Regions from separate parts of the Sus scrofa genome. Here region 2 is linked to region 1. The links are chromatin contacts, called in public promoter capture Hi-C maps. All regions are on one chromosome and are shown on one strand. The core of a region is the stretch at or near the end of the contact, and the rest is flanking DNA. Distances in the headings are between cores, read along the strand shown. Region 1 overlaps CHSY1 (chondroitin sulfate synthase 1). Region 2 holds the start of CHSY1 (chondroitin sulfate synthase 1).

Evidence for each region. Promoter capture Hi-C pulls out the DNA fragments that hold promoters and counts their contacts.
Region 2: a promoter capture Hi-C map of liver shows a contact between it and region 1, with 7 times the contacts expected there. The contact joins the promoter of CHSY1 here to the enhancer-like site in region 1. A contact is called at or near these places in 1 of 5 promoter capture datasets (liver), 7 of 47 Hi-C or Micro-C datasets (embryonic fibroblasts, fibroblasts, liver and 1 more) and 2 of 2 datasets of contacts at active chromatin or transcription factors (alveolar macrophages and skeletal muscle).

What each region holds. Positions count from the first base shown.
Region 1 is chr1:139,754,045-139,759,007 of Sscrofa11.1, forward strand. All of the region lies in intron 2 of CHSY1 (chondroitin sulfate synthase 1), which reads right to left. Among named protein-coding and RNA genes, the nearest start is that of CHSY1, 48 kb to the right of the region's middle. Within about 2 kb of position 2,372, at least 15 of the 83 cell types and tissues checked have an H3K27ac peak or open chromatin away from gene starts, as enhancers often do. A contact at or near this core is called in liver and skeletal muscle, where this site is marked.
Region 2 is chr1:139,801,388-139,806,286 of Sscrofa11.1, forward strand. CHSY1 (chondroitin sulfate synthase 1) reads right to left here and starts at 3,071. Exons shown (of 3, transcript NM_001244442.2): 1 at 2,749-3,071. The coding sequence starts at 3,071.

The sequences.
Region 1 (4,963 bases), core at 1,122-3,621:
AGCTCCCCAAATGCAAGTTTAATCACAAATTCATTTCCAGGCTCAGCGCTAGGGCAGGGGTAAAAAAGCCACAAAACACAAATTTAAAAGGAGACACTCCACGAGATACTTTCCCATCTGGACTGATTTGCTAGTTTCATACTATATTTTGAGACCATTCCAAAGTCCTTATATTCTATCCTACTAATATAGCCAGAATGACTTTCCACGAGCAAAAAAATTCAGGTGAGGTATCTAAGGACATCCTAAGTTATGGCATTTATATAAAGTTAAATTATCAGAGCATCATACATCAAACATAAAACCAAAACTACAAACAAAACTGACCCCCCTAGAACTGAGTTCCCAATTTTAGCATTAACCTTTCTAACCAAAACTGCGTTCCTTTCTTGTCCTGTCCCTGTTCCCTTTAGGACTAAGAAGAATCACAGAAAGTGAGGACTGAAACCAAGCAGGACCCTGTGGGGCTCTCCCTAGTACAAAAACCCCTCTGTCTCTCCCTGGCCCTGTTCGTAGAGAAAAGGTCTCGTAGAGAAAAGGTCTCGGAGGCCTTCCCTGAGTTCCAAAGAGCAGATTCAAAAGTCACTAATTAGGAGAGTGAGAGACTGCAGAAACAAAGGAAAAGCAATCCCACAAGAAAAGCAAAGATAGCTTGAACAACAGCAATAACACAGAGACCTAGTTTCTCTTTAGCGACATACCTAACAATCCAACGCAAATCTCCCGAGTTGTTCTGCAGAAACTAAGGCCTCCACCCAGGTGGAGGATGCTGACTACTCCTGACCACAAGCATGTAGCCCCCGGACTAGCTGGAATCAGAAGGTTCAAGATTAAGACTCCAGAGACCCCTCCCCATGTAAACTCACTACCAACCCATAGAAGAAGTTCATGCCCCCTGCAGAACCACATCCTAAACACTGCCTTTAAAAGCTCTTCCCCACAAGCCATTGAAAAGTTTGGGTCTTTAGAGTCGAACTGTCTGCTCTCCTTGCTTGGTGCCCTGTGAATAAACGCTGCACTTTCTTTCACCACAGCCAGATGTCAGTAGATTGGCTTTCCTGGGTATGAGTGAGTGGACCCAAGTTTGGTTCTCTGATGCAACTATAATATACTGACAACCAGTTCCTAACAGGCAGTGATTCTTTTTTTTTTTTTTTTTAAGGGCTGCACCTGCAGAAGTTCCCCAGACTAGAGGTCGAATCAGAGCTACAGCTGCTGGCCTATACCACAGCCACAGCAATGTGGGATCTGAGCCATGTCTGCAACCTATACCACAGCTCACCGCAATACAGCATCCCTGACTAACTGAGTAAGTCCAGGGATCGAACCTGCATCCTCCTGGATACTAGTCAGATTTGTTTCCACTGCGCCACAACAGGAACTCTCTAAGCAATGACTCTTGCCAGTGGAAATGCTTGGCAGAAACTTCTTTCCTATTTGGATGTCATATTAGGAGCTTTTTAACCTGAAAAATGGCATTGCACAACTGTACGTCTTCAATATCTGACCCTGGGACACGGCCATGATTTCATGATTTCTGAAAGTGATATCCAGAAGCCTTACACTTGCAACCTGAGAAACAAAACCCAACTGCCCAAAGAGAAAAGACTGCTCTGGATTCACTACAGGAGGTAAAGATTTCTTTGGGTCATGTGGCACAGACTTGATGGCCAGGATCTGTCCTCCCTCTCAGGGGAGACTGGGCCTGGCTTTGGCTGCCTGCCCTCCCCATCCAGTCAGGTGTGACCACACACCGAAGTTCTCCCCAGGGTTGGGAGTGGAAGCAATATGCTGCCATGCCAGGTGGTGTCTCCTCAAGGCCTAGATCTGTCTCTCCAGGCTCTGGTCCCCTCCTATGGCTACAGCTGGAGCACCATGACCATGTGGCTCTGGATGAGGCAATAGGCAAAGCAGAGAAAGAAAAGCAATGTCTCCGCCACCATCTACCATCCTGGAATATACACCTGTTCTAGACTGTCACTCAAGAGAGAAATTAACTACTGTCTATCCCCACTGTGTTCCTCAGAGGAACAACTGTTACAGTGTTTAGCCCTCTTGTAAATTATGTAAGTCCTAAATCTGCCTCCTATATTAAACATGTGAGGCAATGAGGTAACTGTAATTAACACGCACTCTGCAGGATGACACCTCACAAAAATTACAACTGCAACTATTTTCTGAACAGCTTTTTACATATTTCATGTAATCTCATGCCGGCTCTGGGGATTATTCCCATTTAATAAAAGATACAAAAAGAGCTTCAAGAAACTGGCTAAATTGACAAGGAAACAGTAACAGTAGAGCCAAGATCTAAAACACTCGTGTCTGTAACTAGAGCAGAGGTCAGCAAACCATGGCCCACGGGCTGAAATCCGAAATTGGCTTTCTGCCTGTGAAAGTTCTGCTGGAATACTGCCATGCTCATTTGTGGAGCTGCTGTCTCTGGCTGCTTTGGTTGGGACAGAGCCCTTATGAAAGAGCCCACAAAGCCTAAAATATTTACTGTCTGGTCCTTGACAGAAGAAGCCCACTCACCCCTGATCTAAAGCCATATACTAACCATCACAGAGTCTCCGCTCACTGGACCCAGCCAGACATGCACAGACTTTGCCCAAGAAAACACTCCCCACTGTGGTTTCCGTCCCACCCCCACCATGGCTCAACTCGTCCACAGCCCATGTCTTCTTGTTCTCTGTTCCTGACCCCCAATTCTGCAGTGCCAGGGTGAGCCCCACACCACCACCTGTTACATCTGGCAAGTCCCATGCTGGTAGCTTCCTACCTTCTCAACGCTAACACAGCACCTTCAGAAAAAGTAATTTCAAAATTAAAATTTCAGATAAGCCACTTAAAATTCTCTTGTGGTGTGGTGAGTTATGGTTCCAGTGTTGTCACTGCAGCAGCTCAGGTTGCTGCTGTGGTGCAGGTTCAATCCCTAGCCTGGGAACTTCCACAGGCCGTAGATGCAGCCAAAAAAAAAAAAAAAAAAAAAGAAAGAAAGAAAAAAAATCCACATTTGATTCAAGCTGAGTTAAAAACCTGAAAGTAATAACCACCAGAAGCAGAAAACACAGCACATCAAATTCTGCATGCCTTATACTTTGTGGTATCCATTTATTCTACACTGGTTTTGTGCATAAAAGGCAGTTTCAAGAGACTAAAAACGGACACAGTACTCCCCAAAATAGAACCCTCAAAGACCAGGAACAGCAGGGTTATGTTCATTTTATCTCTGTTTCTAACCAACATGAGAGCTACATCAGCAACTGGGTATGAATGAGTCACAAAAGCTCTTGAAAGAATCATTCTGAATAAGATGAAACAAAAAGTGACTTCATTCACACAATTGATTTCATATACTGAATATCGTTTGAATATATACGCCAGGCATAGCTGCATAGTTACCCACTACACTACAGCATGAAGTAAAAACTTAATTTCAAACACTCATCATTGTTCAGGTGACAATCTAGACCGAGTAAGACAAAATGTCATTGCCATCGGTAGTCATTTCATCAGCCAATTTACTTGCAGAAGTTTTAAAAATTTTCATTGTCCTGAGTTTCAAGGTAAAAAATAAATTCTGAGCCCCTCCCAAAATTACCAGCCATTGAAAATTATTAGGGTTTGCTGTGTTCTAACATCCAACTTGACTGGTAAATATGCTGCAAAGGGGAGAGACGCTGAGGCCTGCTGCTTCTCACAGGCTATGTGTCCTTAAAAAAGTCTCAGTTTAACAGGGAAGTAAGGAAGCTGAAATAAAAAGTCCTTTCCAGAGTTACAATTCAGGGCAAATGAAAAATACAAACAAGATGCGGGGGATCATTCAAAGACTGCTATCCAGGACAATAAAAACAGGCACTGTCTGACAAGGATGCCTGCCCGCCCTTGCCTCCACCCCCAAACCAGTGACCCAACTGGACAAGGCAGCCCCAGTCTTTCCAACAGGCCCCCTCTTCTGCAGCCTGACAGCAAGGGTCCTGGTCAGTTCTAACCCCCTCAGGTCTCTTTGCATTCTGGCCACCTCCACCCACCAATTTCTGGTAAGCAGCCTCCCCCTCTCCACACAGGAGGATCTCCTGGCTTGGCGGGCCTCCTGGGTAGCTCCTATTCACCTGGGACGTGGTCCTTTCCAGAGCCCTCATCTGTGGGCCCCAGCACCTGGGAATGGTCACATGACACCCCACTGCCTGTGTCCCAGCTCTCCTGCAGAGGGTCTCCCGAAGTGCGGCCACAGGTGTGGGAGGTGGGGAGGGTTTGACAGGAGACGGAGGATGAATCCTGAATTCTCCCACAGAGCAGGAATTCTCCACTCGGAGCACATGCCAGAACCATCTGGTACTCTGATGCACGTCCCTGGCAAGGCCACTCTAAAGGATATCATGAAGCTGGTGTTGGGGAAGGGAGCCTGAGAAAGGGCTGCCCACCACAACTCTGCCTGAGCCCTTTCCATGAACACCACCGTGAAGGCACCCTGGCAGGAAGGAGGAACAGATGGGGGACAAACGAATAGGCTAGAAAGGACTGCATAAGAAAGCTGCCCCAAATGGGGAGGACACTGGTTAGTAATTCCTGCCTGGCTCCCTGGGGTCTTTAGGGGTTTGTCTGCTGCTTAATGGGTGAAGGAATGGGCTCCTCTTCCAGCAGGAAGAGCGGGCAGAGGCACCAAGGCAAAGGAGCTAAATCTTGGGAGTGCTGTAGCTATGAGTCACTAGATGGAGAAGTGACAAGAGGCTGAAGCACCAGCATGGCAGACAGGGGAGAAACACAGACAGGCGTTCCCTGGCAGTTCTGGGGCCCAGCCTGGTAGGGGCTGCCCTTCTCTCTTTATTGGAGGGATGTGTTCTCAGACGCCAGGCTAATCAGATGGAAAGGAAAGCTGTCACCTTCCACCTTTCCTGGAGGCTGCCTTCATACCCTCCCAGCAGTGACAAGGACAGGTTAGAAATGATCAGGCCAGTAG
Region 2 (4,899 bases), core at 1,821-4,320, 48 kb after region 1:
AGCGTCATCTGACTAAAAACACTGCCCTTTCTGGAGTTCCTTGGTAGCCTAGTGGTTAATGGTCTGACGTTGTCACGGCTGTGGCTCAGTTTCGATCCCTGGCCCAAGAACTTTCTCATGCCTTGGCCAAAAACAAAACAAAGCAAAACAGAAAAACTCAACATTGTGATCTCCTTCAACCCCTAAGCCCAACAATAATTTTACTTTAATAGACAAAAAATTGAGATTTTTTTTCTAAGGTAAAAAATGAATTTGCCTCCTAAGGGAGATGTAAAACTCAATGCCAAACTTGAGTTCCACCTTGTGCTAGAAGATTCGAGTCGACTTTTATACTGAACTGTGCATGAAATGTCCAATTTAAGAGCTGAGTGTGGACTTCTGGCCCAGGCTGCAAAGCAGAGCAAAGCCATAATGATAAGTTACCTCCTATAAACTCTATGCCAATTCTGGCCTTCCTCTAGAGTTCCTTAAGGCTAAAATCGTCCTGTGCCACTCTTGCAGCCGGTCTAAACACAGGGTTGACAGGCTGAGAAGCACAGGACCTTAACCAGCAGGGCAGGTCCACCCCCAGGCACCAACGAATGTGACTGATTAAGATCAGAGGGATAGAAAGAAAGGTACTCAGGAAAGTCTACAGAATTACTAAGTAGGACACAGCATTTCCTAGCAAAGGTTTTATCAAAAAGGCAGAGTTGTCACAAAGAAGGGCCAGAGGGCCAATTGTGTTTCTACTCTTCCTTAACTGCCTTAAAGAAATTAAACAATGAGATAAAATCCTACATCCAAAAAGGATGTAGATTTGGAAAGAAGACCAGGAGTACAGCCGTAAGCCCATTGTAGAAATAGCAAGATAAAGGCCTCAAGCAAGATTAGGGCCTCAAGCATGGGTTTTGGGAAAAAATCATCTCCGAGTTTTAGGTCCAGTTTGCAGCATATCTTCTGAGCACTGCTAGTGTACCAGGACCCCTGATGGTTTGTATATATTGATTTTGTATCTATGAAAATGTATTGTTTGGGGGGCAGGGAATCATGCCATCTACTATTTGAACAAACTACTTTGGTAACTGTCCCAAAGTTGTAATTTCAAAGGACTTGTCACCAAATTACAATCATGGAGATTTACTTTCAAAGTCATGCTGTAAACAATTTATATAGTTCATTCTCAATTTCTGATGTAGAAGCTCTTCTTTCAAAAAGCACAATTCGTATAAAATTCCAAGTAAATTCTCAATACATCGGGGAGGAAACTTTGATCTTCGGGGTCTCAAATCTTGATCTTGGTCAAAATTATGCTACCTTTTCAGGCACTCAGGACCCTTCCTGACAGAACACAGGCTCTGCACTTAAGATCCTAATGGAAGAAGGTTCCTGCTGTGGCGCAGTGGATTAAGAATCTGACTGCAGTGGCCTGGGTCACCATGGAGGCTCAGTTCGATCACCAGCCTGGCACAGTGGGTTAAAGGACCCAGCGTTTCTGCAGCTGTAACTAGAATCCAATCCCTGACCCCAGAACTTCTATATACTGCAGGTACAGCCAAAAAAAAGGAAAAAAAAAAAAATCCTAATGGAAACACACAGGCAAGAATGGGGAACCAATGCACTGAAAGGACAGACAGTCTTTCATCTTCCTTTTCAATCCTTTACTTCCTTAAGAGGAATGGAAATCCATATATGCTTTTCCACCCACAGCATCCGACGCCTGAAAATTTAGACAGGAACTAGATTTAAACGCTTAAGTTATAGAGATACTGGTTATAAATTAAGAACCGACAGCAACCAGCTTGGCCTTGCTCAGCAATGACTGAGCAAGAGGCCATTCCCAGAGGATCTCCTGCACTGGTCTGTTCTATGGCTGGATCCCAAATCTTATCCCACAGGAAGCATTTCTATATTTCACACATATGAGGTTTCCATTAAATCCGTTTACTGAACCTACATCCTTCTTCTCCCTCAAATTCATTCCAATACAAATCTGCTATTCCAAATCCTCTCTCTTTCTCTCTTCTAAAGATTACTTTGGCTAATCCCTTTGTTAATCCTGAACATGATTCCAACCACTTTTATGACTCATATGGCCAACTAGAGCCCAGATACTGGCTAACACACACATCACCAAACTGGGCTAGTTAACACCAAATTTACCATGGACCAGGAACTGCTTTTCCCAAATATTCTCTTTCCAATTGCTCAACAGACCCCGGTGGGGTTGAGTGTGCAGAGGGCACTCCCCTCATTTACAGGAACGATTCCAACGGTGAAATCTACATGTGGAAGGGTTCTAACCAGATTAATTTAGATTGGCTCTAGTTCTGCAAGGCGAAAGATGGAGATTTCAGAGACTCAAGTAATAATCCCCACTGCCACCACTATCAGAGATACTGTGCCAAGTTTTCCCAACAACCTTAGGAGGGAAATGTTCAGTCAGGCTCATTGAACAAAGGAGAGTGAATATCTGGACAAGGAAAGCTTTAGCGCCTCACAGAAAGTCAGGGCGAGGACCACACCCAGAGGGGCCACCCTGGTATATCTGACCCCAAAAGCCCTTGCTCTTGAGCGCTGCGCTCACCATCCCGTCTCCGACCTCTGCTGCCAATGCCCAACATCGCCCAAGGGGCACCCCGATCCCACAGGAGCTCAGGAAGCCTTGGCTTTGGGAAGCCCTCATAGGCACAAGCCAAGGGCAGACACGCATGGCAGTTTGCTGGGATGCTGGATGCAGGGGGCGGTGCCCGGGGAGCAGGGGCTCACCTGTAGGCAGCCACCGCGCGGGTCTGCAGGTATTTCTGGGCGGTCATGACTCCCACGAAGAGAAAGTTCCTGTCGCGCTGGCCGCCATCCGCTGCCGGGCCGTGCGGCCAGAGCTGCGCCCCCCGCTCATCGCCTCGCGCCCCACCGGCCTGGGAAGCCGCGGCCGCTTGGCCGGGCCGGCAGCCCTCGGGACTGGCTCGGCGCCGCGGGCCCGCTCGCTTCAGCTCAGAGGCGCGGGGCAGGACTAGCCGCGAGGCCAGCACGAAGCCCAGCACGAGCCCGAGCAGCACGCTGAGCCAGGCGCGCCGGCCGCGCGCGGCCATGCCCGCGCCGCTCAGCCCGCCGGGCCGCCGCCGCCTCTGCAGGCTCCGCGAGTCCTCAGCCTGCCGCCCCCGCCCGCGGAGGCCAGCCCGCCCTAGCGCCGCGAGGCCCGGCCCGGGCAGCGCCGCGGCCGCCGCGGGCCCGCCGCGCCCATCGCGGCCCCCGAGCCGCACGCAGGCCCCACGCCGGTGCTTTGTTCCGCACGCCCACCCCGCCCGCCGAGGCCTGCGTCTTTAAGAGGGGACCATGCCCGGCGTGCGCCGGCAGCGTCTCCCGCGCGAGACGGCGGCGGCTCCTCCCGCTCGCGCGCGGGGGCGCGGGGCCAGTGCGACGGCCACGGCAGTGGCAGTCGAGTCCGGGCCCCCGTCTCGCCCTGCCTGCGTCCCCTGGCTGGCTTGACTCCGCTGGCGCTGCGCCCGCCTCCGTCCTCTTCGTGGCCGGCGCCGCTGCCGCCGCTGCACATCCTCCGGCTTAGCTCGCCATTGCAACAGGAGCCCTCACGTCACGCACGGCGCGTTTTGAAGCGGCCCCGGCGGCGGCGGAGCCTGGCCCCTCTCGGGATCCGTCCTCGCCGCCCGATTGGCGCAAAAGTGAATGGGGGGTGGTTCCCGTGGCCAAAGTTTGACAAAAAAAAAAAAAACCCTCCCGGCGGGCGCCCCACCTCGTCCCGCCCCGCCCGCGAGTTCTAAGGCGCTCGGCGCCGGCGGGGACACGGACCGCGGCGCCTTGCAGCCCGTTATCCGTATGGAGACCCCGCCCCCTCCGGCCGGTGCTCGGACTCCTGGCGGCGGCTACAGCAGCGGCATGAAGGCGTCTTGGTTCTGCTAGATGCATCGGTAACCTGCATCTTAGGCGGGATGTTTAAGAAGGGGCTTCTCGGTCCCCAAACTCTCCGCGACCACTTGCTCCTCCCGCATAGGCTGTCCTCGGGTAAACCCTGCCTTCAGCCGGGCGGACCCCACCGGCTACCTTCCCGCGTTTCTCCGGTTCACACTGCATCTTTGTTCCCGCCGCCCAGTGGGCCAGAGCGAGCACGTATAGAATCAACAGTTCAGGAGCCGTTTGAGACGTGCACGCTAGGAGAGTAGACGTGAATTCAGTCACCTTGTTCCAGGCCACTGGTTTCTAAGCTAAAAAAAAAAAAAAAAAAAGACTATCCTTAGTGTCCAAGCTCCTAACAGTACTAGCATTTAATGAATGTTGAAAAAATAGTAGGTGATGTTAATACTCTTTTAATTCACATTCTATGAAGACAGGTAGTCAGCTAATATCCCTCGTCACCTAGTATCCCTACTCTGAATCTTTGTCAATATTTTAACATAGTTCGTCCATAAGAGCTCCGTGGATTTCTAAAGACAGGTTTAGAATCGGTTGTAGAACCGGATTCTCTGTGATAGATTTTAAATTTGATGCATTTTCTCAAAAAAAAAAAAAAAAACTCAGCTAAAGTAACAAAAGCTGAGAAAGTACCCATACAACAAGTGTTTGTGTAAACATTAGTCTTATTACTTTAGTTGCCAGTGTATTGGGCTTTCTTTCTTTTTAAATGAAACTCCCAAAGAGTAAAGTATTTTCCTGGCCATGACGACCTCCCTTCATTTAATCAAATGAACCTAGGAATTAGGGACAGAAAATAAGCATGTTTGGGGTAAATCTTGGATCTTTCTTCACTGCTAAGATGACCAAATGATTGAAATATTACACAATTTAAAGTGCCACCTTGTGGGAGGTATAGATACCATCTCTGCCATTGAATGGTGGTCACTCTTGTTTATTCTTTGGATTTTACCACTTTCTTTGGCACTTGTAATTTATGTCAGAAATAGTTCA